Linked DNA regions of Mus musculus: region 1 is linked to region 2. The links are chromatin contacts, called in public Micro-C maps. All regions are on one chromosome and are shown on one strand. The core of a region is the stretch at or near the end of the contact, and the rest is flanking DNA. Distances in the headings are between cores, read along the strand shown.

Region 1 (3,816 bases), core at 823-3,322, 240 kb after region 2:
ACAGCCTTTTATCTGTATTAATCTTTCCATTTTCTCTTCCCTACATCCTGAAACAACACATTTTACACTGTGGCTGCCACTGATTCAAACAAGGAATATTAAAACCTGTAACAAGCGATGGATTTGGAAGAGAGAAAGATGAATATGTAACTTTTACTAAAACAAAAACAAAATAAAGCAGAGCGTGGTGTCAAACCCCTTTAGTCCCAGCACTCGGGAGGCAGAGGCAGTCGGATTTCTGAGTTCGAGGACAACCTGGTCTACAAAGTGAGTTCCAGGACAGCCAGGGCTACACAGAGAAACCCTGTCTCAAAACAAAACAAAACAAAACAAAACAAAACAAAAGTAAGCGTTCTAAGGATGCTTCAGTGTAACCCATGTGTTGCTAAACGACTCTTTGTACACTGTAAAACTCTTCTTTTTACATTCTATACACAGCTGTGCTTGACTTTTGATTCTTTTGTTTTTTGAGACTGGGTCCCTAGCACAGGTTGGCATAAGCTCAGGGCAATCTTCCTGGCTTCGTTTTCAGAGTTCTGGAATTGTACACAGGCACCACAAAGCTCTGCTCTCAACTAAGCTTGTTAGCAAGTGATGAGACCAGGGTAGGACTGGAGAGGAAGCATGTCTGCGAGTTCAAGACCAGCCTGGTCTACAGAGAGAGTTCAAGGAAACTGTCTCGAAAACCTGTCTCAAAAAACAAAAAGCAAGCAAACAAAAAGATGAGAATAAAAGCTGGACATGGTAAGCACTCCATCCTCTCAGCCTTTGGGAGGTGGGGCAGGAATCTGAAGTGCAGGGTCATCCTCAACTACAGTTACAGATGCCTGGACGCACTAGACCTTGTGCTCACAGACAACCGTGCCTGGAACCCCAGCATTCTGGAGGCTGAGGCAGCAAGTTCACGCTAAGTTTGAGTCCTGCTGGTCTGAGTCATGAATTCCAGAATAGACTGGGCAAGACCCACAAAACAAATATACACATAGAATTGGACAACATAGAATCTTAAATAAAATCAAATTTGCTCTTAAAAATTTGTGCTCCATGGGCTGGAGAGATGACTCAGTGGGTAAGAGCACTGAGTGCTCTTCCAGAGGTCTTGAGTTCAATTCCCAGCAACCACAGGGTGGCTCACAACCATCTGTAATGGGATCCGATTCCCTCTTCTAGAGTGTCTGAAGACAGCTACAGTGTATTTGTATACATAAAATAAACCTTTATAAAAAATCATTTTAAAAAATCTGTGCTCAAGAATTTTTAAATATTTTCAAGAAAAGTACATCAAACCTTTTTTTTTGGGGGGGGGGGCGGGAGACAGGGTTTCTTTGTGTAACCCTGGCTGTTGTAGAACTTGATCTGTCAAACTCAGAAGTCCACCTGCCTCTGAGTCCTGAGCATGCCCCCAGCTTGCATCAAAATCTTTTTTTTTCTTTTTAAAAACTATTTTATGTATAGGAGTATATTGTAGCTGTCTTCAGACACAACAGAAGAGGGCATCGGATCGAATAACAGATGGTTGTGAGCCACCATGTGGTTGCTGGGAATTGAACTCAGCACCTCTGGAAGGGCAGTCAGTGTTCTTAGCCGCTGAGCCATCTCTCCAGCCTCCACATCAAATTATTAATAATGTGCTTCCATTAACAGGCATGCACCAACGTGGTTTTTATGCAGTATGGAGAATGGAAACTAAGGCCTGTGCATGCTAGCTATATCCCCAGTCATCAATTTATAGTTTAATGTACTGTATAGTTTTTAAATTATACATAAAGTATACAAATTATTTATGTACCCTGGGTGAGTTTTCACAAGTGAATATCCTTGTATAATGAGTCTAGATACATTTTTAAGGGGGTGGACTATATCATGTGTGAGCCTGTTGGTTCATTCCCCAACTCTAAGAGCCTGGTGACAAGGTCAGCACACGCCCCTTTCAGGTACTTTACTTCCCACCCAGATAGCCTCGGTCCTGTTTCTAGTACCATAAATTAATTTTGCTGTCTTTAGAAGGTCATACAAATTGGGGAACTATAGTGTGCACTCCATGTCTGGCCCCTCTCTGCCCATTGGCGGAAGGCAGTCTGCTCTTGGGACTTACCACTGACTCACTGTCATTGTCACTTTGTCACATTCCATAAGAGTGTGCCACAGCTTACTCTTTCTCCCAGAGCAGAGGCCTGAGGTGGTTCATTTGCTACAGGCATGAAATTAAGAAAACATCTTTAATAAGGGGAAAATATGTAATTACTCTATGGGAGTTGTTTTTTGTTTTGTTTTGTTTTTTGTTTTTTGAGACAGGGTTTCTCTGTGTAGCCCTGGCTGTCCTGGAACTCACTCTGTAGACCAGGCTGGCCTGGAACTCAGAAATCTGCCTGCTCTATGGGCATTGTTGTTTTGCCTGCATATATGTCTGTGGACCATGCACATGAGTTACTTATGGTTGTAAGTCCAGTATGTATGTGCTGGGAATTGAACCTGAGTCCTCTGGAAGAGCAGTGATCTTAACTGCTGAGCCATATCATTAGCCTTGAAGGAAAAATATTTTGAAAAAGCTTTGCCCACTTAGAAGCACAAACATGTTTTCTCCTGTGCTTTTAGGGTAACACTTTGCATGAATATTTGTTAATTACATGATAAGTAGGTGCTAGGGGAACTGAGTGCTCTTTCTTTTTTTCAGAAGGGGATTCAACTTTTAAAATAACATTTGTAGCCATATGTAATTACTCATGCCTTTAGTTGGGGGGGGGTCTCCTGGTTTGAAGCCCACCTAGTCTTCATAGCTAAGTTCCAGGATAGCCAGGGTTACACAGAGAAACACTGTCTCAAAAAACCTAAATAAATAAGTAAATAAGTAAAGAAATAGATTGTATATTAATGCTTGCATGTGTATATACCCATGGTATACATGTGTAAATCAGACAATTTGAGAGTTAGTTTGTTCCTAAACACATGAAGTTCTAAGGATCAAACTCAGGTCATTAGGGTTGGCAGCAAGCATTCCAGCGACCTCACTGGAGACAGGGTCTCATGTATTCCAGGCCTCGAAGTTGCTATGCACTCTGTCCTGTTTAGGTGCTTGGTGCTGGGGATGTACCTCAGTTGATAGAGTGTTTACCCCAAGCATGCACTAGAACCAGTTCATTCCCTAGTACCTCATAAACTGGCTGTGGTGTCACAGACCTGTAATCCCAGCCCTGGGGAGATGTGGGGAGATGGAGGCAAAGAGATCCTAAATTCAGGATCCTCCTCAGGTCCTTAGGTATGTAGGGACTTGAAGGTCAGCCTGGGTTAGAGATCCTATCTCAAAAAAAAAAAAAAAAAAAAGAAAAAGAAAAAACAAGCCCTGTGTCTCGGTTAGAGTTACTGTAGTTACAATAGTTATGATGAAACACCATGACTAAAGCAACTTGGGGAGGAAAGGTTTTATTTGGCTTAGTTTCCACATCACTGTTCATTATCAAAGGAAGTCAAAACAGGAACTAAAGCAGGGCAGGAACCTGGAGGCAGGACCTGATGCCAAGGAAGGACTGGCTCACTCCTCATAGCTTGTTCTGCCTGCTTTCTTATAAAACCCAGAACCACTGGGTATAGCCCAGGGCTGGTACCGCCTACAGTGGGCTTGGCCCTCCCCTCATCAATCATAATTAAGAAAATGTCCTATAGGCTTGCTCACAGCCTGATCTTATCTAGGCATTTTTCTCAGTTGAGGCTCCTTCCTCTCTAATGACTCTAACTTGTGTAAAGTTGTATAAAACTAGCCAGCACACCATGAAGAACCTACATTTAACAGTACAGTGTGAGTAAAAATGAAGGAGTATT
Region 2 (3,683 bases), core at 716-3,215:
CTGCTTTCAACCAGCATGGCTCCATTGGCAGGCTGAGCACAGACTAGAACTTTGTGTCTCGGAAGAAAATGCTGTTTAAGATAAACTGCAGGTTCCTTGCAAGGCTGGCAATGAGCTCTCGTTGCCCTGGCCTGGTCGTAGTTTGTCTCTCTGTGTCCTTGTCCCTAGGTGTATGTGGTGGCAAATGAACCTGTCCCAGTGTTGCTGGACTCGCTGCTTCCGCTCCTCCGGGTGTTCTTTTCTCTCTACTGTTTTACCCAGCAGAGTGTGTCTCACATAAGGTAAGCAAGCAGACCGGATACGCTTAGAATTAGAATCCCATTTGTCTGTAAACGGTCAAGTTTAAATTAGGGCGAGACTTTCTCTCAAAGTCAGGAAGATGTTTGGGGACTCTTACTCAGCCTACACAGAAAGAAAGAATGAGGATTTTGCAGGTTGAGGGAAATTGGGTGTAGTTTTGGGGATGATTTTCCATAGCCTATTCTGTACAGTAGAAGGGAAAGGTATCTCCATGGACCACCATGCCATTGTTTGATCGGTAAGAAATCCTGCGTTTTATTGTCTCTGGGAAGTGGGAAACCAGTGGGAGTTTATGATGCCCAAGTGGAGTGTTGGAGAGTAAGTTTGAAAAGTGCAGATTTGATGTGACTGCATAGTTTAACCTGGAATTTGGCCTTAATATGCAGAGTCTTCAGTATAGAAGAAAGGGGCTTCTTAGTCATCTACAATCCCCTTTCTGTGTTACTTTAAAACGGATTCAGTTAGGGGCTGGAGAGATGGCTCCACGGTTTAGGCGCCCTGGCTGCTCTTCCATTCCCAGCACCCACATGGAGGCTAACAACTGTAACGGCAGTCCCAGGACATCTGATACACAAACATAAGTACAGGCAGAGCATTCACACACATAACATTAAATAAATACATTTTTAAAAAGATTGATTTTTGGATTAGCTCTATTTTCAGTCGTTTGTGGCATTTCTTCCACATGGTAGGAGTTTATAGTTCCATCCTTTCCTGGGTCACTATGAAGACACTGTGTAAACTGGAGTCCCTAGAAAGGTCCCTGACAAATTATAAGCTCAATAACTCAGAGCAGTCATTAGTATGGCTGCTAATGGTGAAGAAAGACACTCAGCCCTGTAGTTAAGACTAAATGTCCAGCCTAAAAATAAAAATAAAATCTTTTTAAAAAGTAAAAAAAAAATTAAGTTCTCATAGCACCGTTCCATCCTCATCAAAGACTGACGGGGGAGCATGGGCCTACCCCAGCCCCTTCTAGTGAGTGGGGTGGCTTCTAGAGCCAAGGGTTAAGCTACCCCTGGGTGACCTCCAGGGCACTGTACTCTGAAATTTGTAAGATGCATGCTTCCCTGTCGAGTGTCAGCAGCCAGTGGCCGGGCAGCATTGGGATCAAGTGGAACCTGACGGTCATCGTGTCTTCCCCCCCCCCCCCCCCCCCCCCGCATAGCTTGCTAGCTTCATGGAATAAGATGACAAGCTCATTCATTCATAACTGCTTCATCTACCAGGTCACTTTGCCAAGAGATCTTGTTATGGATTCTGGTGAAGCTGGAAAGGAAGAAGGCAATCGCCAGCCTGAAAGGATTTTCGGGGTTGGACAAAACCGTGCCCACTCTCCACCCTCAGTGTCAGTTTAGAGCCGCTACGCACGGTGGCATCGTGATTACCGCCAAAGAGGCCATTAGGTGAGCTTACCAACCCCCGATTGTCACGCCTGACAGAAGTTTTTATACGACACTGTTCTGTGAGTCAGCCGCTAAGGGGCGCTGATGGAAAGGAAACCAGAAACAGGCAGCCAAGGCGCTTGCTATTTATAATCTTTAAAGAAACCAGAGCCTTAAATGATCCTCTGGGTGTTATTCCAAGATGCCAGCTAATAGTAGGTGTGGTTTGCTGGCGCCTCCCGGCTCTACACCGCAGCAAGCCCAGCTACTGCCCAGTGTTCGCCAGTGACTCAGAGCACAGGGCAGCACATGTTCACCGCAGCTCCCGAGCAGTCAGTCCAGTCTGTCTCTGACTCAAAGAGCAGGATGCATGTGTGCCTTATTACGATTATTACTGTATTTGTCTTGTCTGTGTCTGTGCATTGCTTGCATGCCTGATGGAGCAGAGGGTATCCAGTCCCTGGGAACTGTGTGGATATTGGGAATCAAACCCAGATCCTCCACTCCCACCCCAGCCTTATTCTTAGGGGAAATTGTCTGATTACTGTCATTGGTAATTTTGTAATGAGTTTGTTTCTCATAAGAATGGATTAGAACGTACTAAATAGACTTTAGTGGAGTGGATCATTTATTTCTCCAATGTCTCACAAGTATTTTATTTTATTTTATTCATTTTTTTGTTTTGTTTTGTTTTGTTTTATTTTTGTCCTGCTGAGACTGACCCTAGGGCCGCATGCACACTGGGCATCTGAGCTTTGCCCCTAGCGCCGTGAGCATGTATTTTAGACTGTTTGCGCTTTCTGAGATTTGTGGAGGGTGCTGTTTTCTCAGAACCTAGGCTTCCCTTGGCTGTCCACATGGAGTGTGTCGCTGGTCCAGCTGCTCACTTCCGCCACATCCAAAGAGTTGCTGCTTGTTGAAGTGCTTACATTTAACTTTATAGTCATGATTAATCTAGTGAACATTTAAAACATAAACAAATATGATTGACTTGACGAAAATAGAAAAAAATATGTATTAAAGTAGAATTATCAGAATGAATGGAAGCTTCCTGAGAACTGATGAATTTTAGCAGCTTTATCACTGTGCCCATTGAGTGTAAGAATTTAGAATTATTTGGCATGCTTAATTAGTGCACATGTATATGAAAACCCACAGTTCTCACTGAAATTACTATTTTGCTTCCTGATGAGAATATAGTTAGCAACCAGTGATTAAATGAATCTCCATCCACTGCCAGAAGCAACCACTCCTTAAAATCTGGGGTGTCTGCTCAGGTTAGGGGTATAGTCCTTTTGATATTATACACAAACACATACATACACACACACACACAAAAGTTACATGAACACCTGGGTTTAAATAGGGCCCACAGACACTTAAAGCAGTCAGAGTTCCCAAAAAATTGAAAATTTCATGTGTGTGTGTGTGTGTGTGTGTGTGTGTGTGTGTGTGTGGTGTGTGTGTATGTGTGTGTGTGTGGTGTGTATGTGTGTATGTGTTGTGTATGTATATGTATGTGTATATGTATGTGGTGTGTGTGTGTAATCATTTGTTCCCAAAGCAGCTGATCTGTTTCACCACTTTCCTTTCACCCTGCCATTAGCCCAGCAGAAGTTTCCAGTAAGAAAGTGTTTTAAAGAAAATTTAAGCCAGGCACAGTAGTACACACCTTTAATCCCAACATTTAGGAGGCAGAGGCAGGCAGATCTCTGTGAGTTCAGAGCTAGTCTGGTTTTCCTAGCGAGTTCCATGCAGCCTGGGCTATATAATGAGACTGTCTCAGAAGAAACAGACAAAAACAAAAGCCCAGCTCTATTTGAGCGCTTAGATAGGAGTGTTGGAGGCAGATCTTTTTAAACTTCTTTATTGTTGCTGCTTGTTCACTATGGAGCTCAGGTTGGTCTAGAATTTACTGTGTAGTCCAGGCTGGCCTCAAACTTGAAGCAATCATCCTACATTAGCCTAAGTATGTGCTATAGGGATGAACCACCACAC

Evidence for each region. Hi-C and Micro-C count contacts between places; a contact is called where the count stands out from the background.
Region 1: a contact with region 2 is called in a Micro-C map of the HL-1 cell line, with 1.8 times the contacts expected there. The contact joins two enhancer-like sites. A contact is called at or near these places in 1 of 484 Hi-C or Micro-C datasets (the HL-1 cell line) and 6 of 115 datasets of contacts at active chromatin or transcription factors (astrocytes, embryonic basal ganglia, embryonic hindbrain and 2 more).

Annotation. Positions count from the first base shown.
Region 1 is chr8:106,956,334-106,960,149 of GRCm38.p6, forward strand. All of the region lies in intron 1 of Sntb2 (syntrophin, basic 2), which reads left to right. Among named protein-coding and RNA genes, the nearest start is that of Sntb2, 23 kb to the left of the region's middle. Within about 2 kb of position 2,073, at least 57 of the 459 cell types and tissues checked have an H3K27ac peak or open chromatin away from gene starts, as enhancers often do. A contact at or near this core is called in the HL-1 cell line and pancreatic cancer cells, where this site is marked.
Region 2 is chr8:106,716,441-106,720,123 of GRCm38.p6, forward strand. Tango6 (transport and golgi organization 6) reads left to right here. Exons shown (of 18, transcript NM_173037.1): 8 at 169-281; 9 at 1,530-1,706. Among named protein-coding and RNA genes, the nearest start is that of Tango6, 35 kb to the left of the region's middle. Within about 2 kb of position 1,966, at least 113 of the 459 cell types and tissues checked have an H3K27ac peak or open chromatin away from gene starts, as enhancers often do. A contact at or near this core is called in the HL-1 cell line and pancreatic cancer cells, where this site is marked.